Regions from separate parts of the Zea mays genome. Here region 2 is linked to region 1. A link is a contact called in public Hi-C data. All regions are on one chromosome and are shown on one strand. Each heading gives the region's core, a stretch centred on a gene start, on an enhancer-like site or on the middle of the called end of the contact. The rest is flanking DNA. Distances are from core to core; before and after follow the strand shown.

Region 1 (4,987 bases), core at 765-3,264:
TCAAATTCTTAACATCTAATCATTTCTCTGGAGCACCAACATAATCTCATAACCAACAGGTTAGGAAGCACAAGAGAGTCCTATTTTCAGTTACCAATCATATGATCGGAGAGTATATGGTTCCTTTTCATGGTCATAAGTGATTTAGGATGAACAGCACCCTGACTTCTTCACAGCAGAGACATCATCCTTGCCACCAACGTTGATGGTTTGCCCTCTTGGTGGAGCAGCGGGGTCATCGCCAATGTCAAGGGCCTTCTTGCTGACCACACGATAGATCTGAGTTAGGACCTCGGTGAAAGCGCTCTCGACATTCATGGACTCCAGTGCGGATGTTTCCATGAAGAATGTGCTTTCCCTCTCGGCGAAGCCCTTGGCATCCTCCACGGATACAGCTCTAAGGTGTCGCAGATCAGCTTTGTTGCCAACAAGCATGATGACAATGTTTGCATCAGTGTGATCCCGGAGCTCCTTTAACCACCTCTCCACATTCTCAAAGGTCACATGGCGTGTCACATCATACACGACAAGTGCTCCAACAGCCCCTCTATAGTACGCACTTGTAATTGCCCGATACCTACAGGGGGAGGATGATGCATGACAAACTTAAGCTCCACTGAAATACTGAAAGTTCCAAAGAAAATTCGATAGCGAAATTAGGCAAGAAATATACAGCTGAGCAGACCAAATAAAACAAGTCACATTGGAGACGGTTACACAGAACGTAATTTGATGGCATGCTGACAAAATCAGCATTATATTCTTATGGAAATGGTAAACGAAAGTCAAACAAAGGCTGGCCTACATTCCACATCAGGTGCTACTATTTGGCAGGAAGCATCACACAAAAAAAATGAAGACAGAAATGGAACTGCACAAACAATAGGAAACAGTCCTAGAATATCTTCAGTTCCAGATAACAACTGCAGAATTTACATTTTGCAGGAGAGCTGACCAAGTGCCACCATATAAGGTTAATTTAGAGACAGTGAGACAGACTACCAAACAAGAGTTGCCTGCCTAATTGCCCATTTCCATCACCTACAGAGGCTGCTGCAACAGAACATTTTTTTAATGCAGCCAGGAGGGCAGTACAAAACGTATAATCACCCAACATATTACCAGATATGACAATGACAGGACATGACGACACGGGGAACCTTGTGGACGGCGACGGTAGAAATTGGAATAACTATGAGGACAAGAGTATTGCGATTGCAAGGTTGTTGTGTTCATAGAAGCAGAGAATGCCTCATGAATACTATTAACATTCAAAATCAATGTAAATCCAGGACTACATATAGGAGGACAACAAGGCGTGGACGATTGCAATTTGCACAAGGAGGAAGGCGACCATTTTACTCGTCGTGTGTCCTGCGCGGTCCTAACTAGGACAACGTTGCATTGCATTGCATGGGGTAGATGAATACTATGTAGCTAATTTTCGATCCAACACGATGATGCCTAGCATAGCAGACCAGGAAACTAAATAGATCGAGAAAACGGAAGGGGAAGAGGACGGTTGAGTACCTCTCCTGGCCAGCAGTGTCCCAGATCTGGGCCTTGACGACCTTGTCGTCGACCCTGATGCTCCTGGTAGCAAACTCGACCCCGATGGTGGACTTGGACTCTAGGCTGAACTCGTTGCGCGTGAACCTGGAGAGCAGGTTGGATTTGCCGACGCCAGAGTCGCCGATGAGAACGACCTTGAAGAGGTAGTCGTAGTCGTCCTCCGCCCTGTACGCCATCGGTGCTGAGCCCCGGCAGGCACTTGCCTTCCCTTCCTTCCTGAACCGCGGTTCCTGAGAGGCAGGAGGACGGGCAGGTGAGGCCCGCAGCGCTTCTCGGGGCGCGGGAGGGGGAGAATGGCGAGGTGGTGGGAGGCGGACGCGATGCGTGTGGTGGCGCGTATAATAAAGAAGAGGAGCAAGGCGAGGGCCAAGGGGCCGGCGGAAAAATAGCAAGCGCGCTGCGGCCTGCGCCGCGCCGAAGCTGCCTCCCTGGCCCTGGCCGCCTGTGTCAGGTTGCCGTTCGGCGGCCTTGGTGTCATCTCGTTCTGATCTGCACATGCGGCCGACCCGGCATAGGACGCCGGCCGAGGGTAACCATCACATATTCAGATGGCAGGAATGCCTCCACATGATGAGTACATGACGAAGGAGAATCCAACAGAAATGTTGGGGACTACCAACTAGTACTACTACCCTAGAGCAGGTATTTTGCTTGTTCAAGTTCATGAATCAACGTGTAACAACTTTATGCCTGACACTGCCAAAGTTTAGGACCGACAGATTAAAGTCAATTATTTGGACTGATACATCTAAAATTTATAAAGACAAAAACACCGTAGAAGTCGGTACGAATTAAACATGTCATTTTTTAAATGAGCAACATGGTATAGTCCATCGTCATGGCGTGCTCGCACGTTCGTGTTTAGTGGCTAAGCATGTCAGGATAGAGTCACTGAAATGTTAAATTAGATGTTGAACCGTGAAGTGATCTAGTTTAATTCAGAGGCGAAGCAGGTAGCAGTTAATAGAGGTGCAAATACACTCCTTAAAAACATGAATATAGTAATTTTAACTAAAATTTTACCATATATGCATTATCGGTGTTTGCATATACTTATCACTAACGGAATCCGAGGCTTTGCCGAGCGTCGGATTTTTTGCCGAGTGCCTTTTGTCGGACACTCGACAAAAAAGGCTTTGCCGAGAGCCGCACTCGACAAAGTTCGGCTCTCGGTAACAAGCCGCTTTACCGAGCGCAGGACACTCGGCACAGGACCATACTCAGCAAAGACATGTTTGCCGAGTGTTTGACACTCGGCAAAGAAGGCGCTCGGCAAACAGCCGTCAGCGGCCGTCCTAAAGCTGACGACCGTCAGCCTTTGTCGAGAGCCGAGGACTGGCACTCGGCAAAGTGGCTTCTTTGCCGAGTGCCAAATACTGGGCACTCGGCAAAGAACTCTTTACCGAGTGCCTTCTATAGATACTCGGCAAAGCATATTTTTGTTTTTTACATTTTGGCCACCAAACTTTTTGTGGTATGTTCCTACACTATGTAGACCTACATGTACCATTTTGGGACAATTATAACAGTGTTTTCTATAGCTAGTAGATTTAGTTTATTTATTTTAATTTCTTCGGAAAATTCAGATTTGAACTGTAGGTCACTCGAAACTTGGAAAACCGTGCATGCAAAAATGATATTCATGCTACTTAGCACAAGTTACGACCGATTTCAGTAGCGGGCCGGAAACTTCAAGCACCATGCTCACTCAACATGACCGTGAACTTGCCATCCAGGTGTTTAAAAATTGTATAAAACACAGACAGAGTCAAAAAATCATGAAACCTGTCCACGTGTCATGATATCATATGTAGAGGCTGTGATAAAAATTTGAAAAAATTTTCGAAAAAGCTGTAACGCACTATGTGTACAAACCTAAGAGATCCACATTGAAACTCTATGATTTCATGTGTAGTTCTCTCAGGTTTCTACACATAATGTCTCACAACTTTCTCCAAACATTCTAAATTTTTTATCACAGACTCTACATATGATATCATGACACGTGGACAAGTTTCATGATTTTCTAAGTTTGTTTGTGTTTTATAAAACTTTTAAACAGCTGTATGGCAAGTTCACGGCCATGTTGAGTGAGCATGGTGCTCGAAGTTTCCGGTCCGCTCCTGAAATCGGTCGTAACTTGTGCTAACTAGCATGAATATCATTTTTGCATGCACGGTATTCCAAGTTTCGAGTGACCTGCAGTTCAAATGTGATTTTTTCGAAGAAATTCAAATAAACGAACTAAATCTACTAGCTATAGAAAACAATTTTCTAATTGTCTCAAAATGGTACATGTAGGTCTATATAGTGTAGGAACATACCACAAAAATTTTGGTTGGGAAAATTAAAAAAATAAAAATGTACTTTGCCGAGTGTCAATAAATGACACTCGGCAAAGCAGCCTTTGCCGAGTGCGAGCTGGTTCACACTCGGCAAAGAATTGTAAAATTATATTTGTCGAGTGCCGCCCAGTGGGCACTCGGCAAAGGAGACTTTGCCGAGTGTCAGAGATCTGGCACTCGGCAAAGAATATTTTAAAATTTAAAAAAAATTTGCCGAGTGCCAGATCGCGGGCACTCGGCAAAGTCAGGAAATAAACTATCCGACCGTTCTTCTTTCTCCTTTCTCTTCTCTCACGCTCTCTTCTTTCTCTTCTCTGCACGCCGCCGAGCCGTCTGCCCACCGCCGCGCCGTCTCCCGCCGCCGCGAGTCCTCGCCCCTCCCCACGTCGGCACGCCGCCCCCCCCACTCAGGCGCCCGCCCGCCCGCTCGCCGCGGCGGCCACTCGCCGCGCCGGGCCCCTCGGCGCGCCCGCCCCCTCCGCACGGTCGTGCCCGCCACGCCCGCCGCACCCGCCTCGTCGCACCGTCGTGAGCTGTGTCCAGCCGCCCATCCCCGCGCCCGCCGCACCCGCCTCGCCGCACCGTCGCGAGCATTTTTGTTAGGTATGTTAGTTTTGTTGCTATAATTAGTTGTTTGTTAGTTTTGTTAGCATTTTTGTTAGGTATGAATATCGTGAATATGAATGTGATAAATGCGAATTTGATCGGATGTGATGAATGTGAGTTGAATATGCAGGTTTTAGTATCCTCCCCGTGCAGGGGAGGTGCTGTTAAAATTTATACTTAGTTATTTAGTAGTTAGTGGGTAGTATTAGGTGGTTAGTATTTAGTCGGTTGTGGTTATACTTATAGTTATCTATCTAGTTATTAGCGGGTTGTGGTTAAGCAATAACCATCCATAGTGGACATTGAATATTTAATTCGTGTTTCAAATACTTGTGTTAACATACTTGTGATTCTTTTTTATAGAGAAGATACTTGTCTTCCTAGCCGCTGCGGGTCTGCCTGCACCGCGTCGCGTCGCCACTGCACCGACCCGCCACAGCCCCACTAGTCTGACTCCACCGCCA
Region 2 (4,987 bases), core at 1,261-3,760, 170 kb after region 1:
GCATACTCTCAGGTTCTTTATCACCCGGATGGGCCTCCCAGGAGGAATTTTTAGAATACCATAAGCAACAGCAAGCTTCTCGCTATGATACTTTAGCATGTGCTCTTTCTCTTCCTCCTCAACATCATGCAAAACCATATCTGTAGCTGATACATATCCAGCCTTTTTCATCCTGATGTCAAGATCTTCCAGGAAAGCATATATGTCCTCTCTTTCAGGATGCACAGAATCACCCACTGAGAAAGTGTGGACTTTGTTCTGCACCTCAATCCAACTGAATCCTGGAACCTTCTTCACACCACGCTCATGCATTATATGTCTCATCTTGTCCACATCACGCCATTTGCCAGATGATGCATATATATTTGAAAGCAAGACATACATGCCTGCATTTTCAGGTTCCAACTCAAATATTTTCTCAGCTGCATTCCTGCCAAGTTCAGAGTTGCGGTGGATCCTACTGGCACCAAGTAATGCACCCCACATGGTAGAGTCAGGCTCAAAAGGCATGTCCTTCATAAGATTAACTGCTTCATCCAATCGCCCAGCACGGCCAAGAAGATCTATCATACAAGTGTAGTGTTCAGGTTTTGTTGCCACACCAAAATCCCGGTGCATTGAATAGAAGTATGAAATCCCTTTCTCAACCAAGCCAGAATGACTACATGCTGCAAGTACTCCAACCTGGAAGTTAAATTTACCAAAACATTAGAAGATCACAAGTGAACCTAATGTTAGCTTCCCCGGTAAATGTTGTCTAAAAAGGAAAGTCAGTAGCCAGATACAAATATAATACATGATTGATTGCCAGGAGGGATCCATAGATAAACATGAAAGTGTCATCAAGACATCAATTAGATATTGATTCATCAAGCAAAACCAACTACATATACTGTAACTTGTATATCCTACAAACTTAAAAATACAATGTTCCATTTCCAGGAAGGACATGCTTACCAAAGTAATATCGTCTGGCTTGGTAGATGTCTTCCTCATGGTATCAAAAACCTCAAGTGCTTCCTTGCCAAAACCATGACGTGCATAGCCTGCAATCATAGTATTCCACGAAACAACATCCCTCTCCTCCATCTCTTCAAATGCACTGTGAGCTTCCTCCATGCTTCCGCATTTGAAGTACATAGCTAGAAGTGCATTTCCAACAAAGCAGCCCACCCCATAACCAGCCTTAATCAACCTACTATGCAGCTGCATTCCACACTCAAGTGCAGCAATGTCAGCACATGTGCTCAAAACACAAGCAAATGCTGACCTATTCACCCACTCACCACAACGTCCCATCTCTTTGAACAACTGCAGTGTTTCCTCACTGAAACCAATTTGTGAATACGCAGCCAGCATTGCAGCCCATGAGACTGCATCCTTCTGGGGCATCATGCCAAAAATTGCTCTCGCCTCGTCCAGCATCCCAGCCTGAGCATACCCTGTCAACATTGTGTTCCACGAAGCCACATTCCTACAGGGCATAGCATCAAACAACTCCTTTGCCTCCTCCATCATCCTCCGCTGGACATATGCTGCCATCATTGCATTCCACGACACAGCATTCTTATCTGGCATGGCATCAAACACCCTCTTGGCCTCTTCGAGCATCCCATTTTGTGCGTATCCAGAGACAATAGCTGTCCAGGTGAACACATCTCTAATTGGGGCCACATCAAACAACCTTCTTGCCTCAGCCATATCTCCTCTCCTCGCATAACCGGACACCATAGTATTCCAGGAAACAACATCTCTCTGTGGCATTTTATTAAACATTTTCTGCGCTTCTTCTATCTGACTGCGCTGCACATACCCAGCCATCAAAGCATTCCAAGAAATTGCATCCCACTCTGTCCTTGAATCGAACAGCTCCCTTGCCTCTTGGATCCGTCCGTTCCGGACATAGGCAGCAAGCATGCCATTCCACGAGACAGCATCCTTCTCTGGGGCGAGATCAAAGTAGTGCCGTGCGAGCGAGACCAGACCATGGTTAGCGTGAGATGAGATCATGACGTTGTAGGACACGGAATCCTTCACGGGCATTTCGTCGAACAGAGCACGCACGTCGGCGAGCGATGACGACACCCCCAGCGCATGCAGGAGCGTGTTGTAGGAGAAGGAATCGGGGCGCGGAATGGAACGGAAGAAGGAGAGCGCCTGCGGGAGGCGTCCGTTGGCGGCGTACCCGGCGAGCATGGTGTTGTAGGTGGAGGTGGAACGGCGGGGCATCGCGGCGAATAGGCGCTCGGCGTCTGGAACGCGGCCCGCACGCATGTGCGCCGTGATGGCTCTGTTGCGCCGGATGACCTCCATATCAGGCTTGCCCGTAATGCAAGCGTCGGCAGGGGCGGGCGGCCGCCTGTGGCTTCGCTGCCGCGCGGCGGCGCGGAGATGGCGGGAAGGAAGCATGGGTGGTTTTCCGAACTGTGGTTCTGGCTTGTGCCTGTAATTGTTGCAGAGCTTTCTCAAAATTGTGACAACGTTTTGAAAACGAACTAGAACCGGTGTTTGTTCAGGATTACAAGCTGAATCGTAGCTCGGTTTGTTAACGAACCAGCTCTTAAGCTAAACGAGCTATCACATATATATATATATCTACTACTATATTTAAGACGTTAGTGTAGACGTCCACATTTTTTTGGTGCACGGTTCTACCGTCGCCCGCTCTCCTCTCTCACGCTGTCTCGCCAACAGACTCGCCCCCGCTGTCCTATCTCAGCCTCTGATCTCTCGCTCGCCATCATGGAAGGAGAATCAACACATCCAGGAAAGGTCCGACCCTGCTCTCCTCTCTGCTGTCTCTCTCGCCCGCCATCTGCGCCAAGAATCGTCGCCATCTCCGCGCTCCTCTCTGCAATCTGCCGCCATCCATGGCAGCTCTGTCCGTACCCACAAATCGTGCACAGATTCATGGCAGCCGCGCCCCGCTCTCCTCTCTGCAGCCCACCGCGATTCTTGGCGCCCACACCTCTGCAGTCCGCCCCGCTCCGTGCTCCTCTCTACAATCCGCCGCCATCCATGGCAGCTCTGTCCGCGCCCACAAATCGCGCGCAGATTCATGGCAGCCGCCTTTCCGCTCGAGCACCCACGCAATCATCACCGCCGCCATCCATGGCAGCTCTGTCCGCGCCCACAAATCGCGTAGATTCATGCCTCCCGCTATCACATTCTCACCGGCTGCCCCGGTCGCGCTTCCTTCTCCCGTAGCCATCAGAAAAGGGGGAAAAAAGGCCACCGAATTCTCCTCGCCCGGGCACAACCTCGCTCTAGAGTCCAGGCCAGACCAGCATGTCGCCTTTCCGCTCGAGCACCCACGCAATCATCACCGTTGTCTTCCTCTCGCTCTTCTCTTCCCCTTCCATTCCTTGGCACCACGTCCTCGGGAACGCCGCATGCCCTCCGCACAAGGCGCCGCCTGTTCCCGGTGACCGCGGGGCCGAGATCGGCGCGCCATGGCCGCGCCCGGAGGCCTGGACCAGGACTGTGCACAAGACGCCGCCATTAAGCTCTTCGGCCGCAACATCCCGGTTCTCCACTCATCCGTCTTCGCCGCCACCGCCGCGGCTGCATCCGAGGTGGGCAGCAACAGTCTCAGTTCTCGGATTCATTCCCTGACGAGGGACGGGGATCTTTCATGGTCGACGGGTTCTCGTGGGGGGGCAGGATGGTCATTGCTGGCCGTTTCTGAGGAAAAGGGAGAGGACGGGAAAGCGGAATCGGATACGCTTTTTCTTCCTCCTGCTTTTGCGCTGTCAAATGCGTGTTGGTGGATCATGGTTCCTGCTGGGATTCTGGTCGCTGTTGCTGCGAAAAAATTATTCCTTTTGGAGCCTTGTTTGATTTTGTACCTCATTACAAAAAAGTTGTGGGTTTATGTGTTTGCTCCTTCAGTGTTTGTACGGGAATTTTCTTCCAATACATGTTTCTTCACCAAGTTACTCTTCGTATTTACGGCCGTATTTACGGTGAGATTTATGTTGGTTTATCCCTTACTCAGATTCTAATCATGTGAGCCTTCGGCTTGCCTATAATGTTTCATGCTGACTGCTTAGGGATTACTTCTGTTCATGCTTGATGTGATAGCTTGGAATCGAAATGTTCAATATGTACGATAAGAAGATTGGTTGCCTTTTCATAGCGTCCATGTACGATTTTGTTTCCTTTTTTCTTTAGAAAGATACATTGCCTTTGTCTGTGGAGAAATCGCTGAGATTTTTCTTGATTTTGTGGGGGTAATCAGTAATGCCATGGAAAAGGTAACGAACATTCAGGTTACATCAGTTAACAGACTATTAATCAGGTTCCTTCAGTTCCTTTGGATGTCTTTCTTTTTGAGACGGGGGTCCTCTGGCTACCTTTCAGTGTACTGTAAGCTTGTATTTATTGTGATTATTCATACTTTGTAATCGAGCACTTTAATGTACTCTGAAGATGCAAGGAGTTTGTCGATCTATATCTATTTTTTACTCCCGTTGCAACGCACGGGCATGAACCTAGTATATATATATGTTATTTACTCATAAATTGATGAACATGTTATATGTGTGGTGTTTATGACTTATGAATTAAATTGATGATTAATTAATTGTGTCTAGGTGTTAAATTGGTCTGTACGACTATAACTGTTATTTGAACTGATGAACATGTGTGTGAATTGTGAACTGATAAATGATGAGTTGTGTTAATTTGGTATTACATTGATGTAATCTATAAAACTATGAGTATAATTATTATTTTCTATTGTTAGCGAGCTAGCTCGAACTTGGACTAGTGTCAGTTCGAACTTGAACTCGATATCCAACCCTAGAGATTCTAGAGATACAAATATCATTCATGTAAGGAGCCATGGATAAATTTCTCAAGAGGGAGATTCTAGAGATACAAATGAATTGGCACTAGTGCTTTGGAAGCCGGCGCAGGAACAATTTGATGGGGAATCAGAAGATCAAGGACCTACAAACCACAATGTAAATGATCATGGTAACAT

What was found. Hi-C and Micro-C count contacts between places; a contact is called where the count stands out from the background.
Region 2: a contact with region 1 is called in a Hi-C map of endosperm, with 2.6 times the contacts expected there. The contact joins the promoter of LOC103632574 here to the promoter of LOC100381498 in region 1. A contact is called at or near these places in 6 of 25 Hi-C or Micro-C datasets (ear, endosperm, leaf and 2 more) and 1 of 3 datasets of contacts at active chromatin or transcription factors (leaf).

The regions. Positions count from the first base shown.
Region 1 is chr7:93,535,147-93,540,133 of Zm-B73-REFERENCE-NAM-5.0, forward strand. It overlaps LOC100381498, which reads right to left and starts at 2,015. Exons shown (of 2, transcript NM_001174329.1): 1 at 1,531-2,015; 2 at 1-577. The coding sequence starts at 1,748. The coding sequence ends at 145.
Region 2 is chr7:93,705,123-93,710,109 of Zm-B73-REFERENCE-NAM-5.0, forward strand. LOC103632574 (pentatricopeptide repeat-containing protein) reads right to left here and starts at 2,511. Exons shown (of 5, transcript XM_035960968.1): 1 at 958-2,511; 2 at 1-684. The coding sequence starts at 2,409.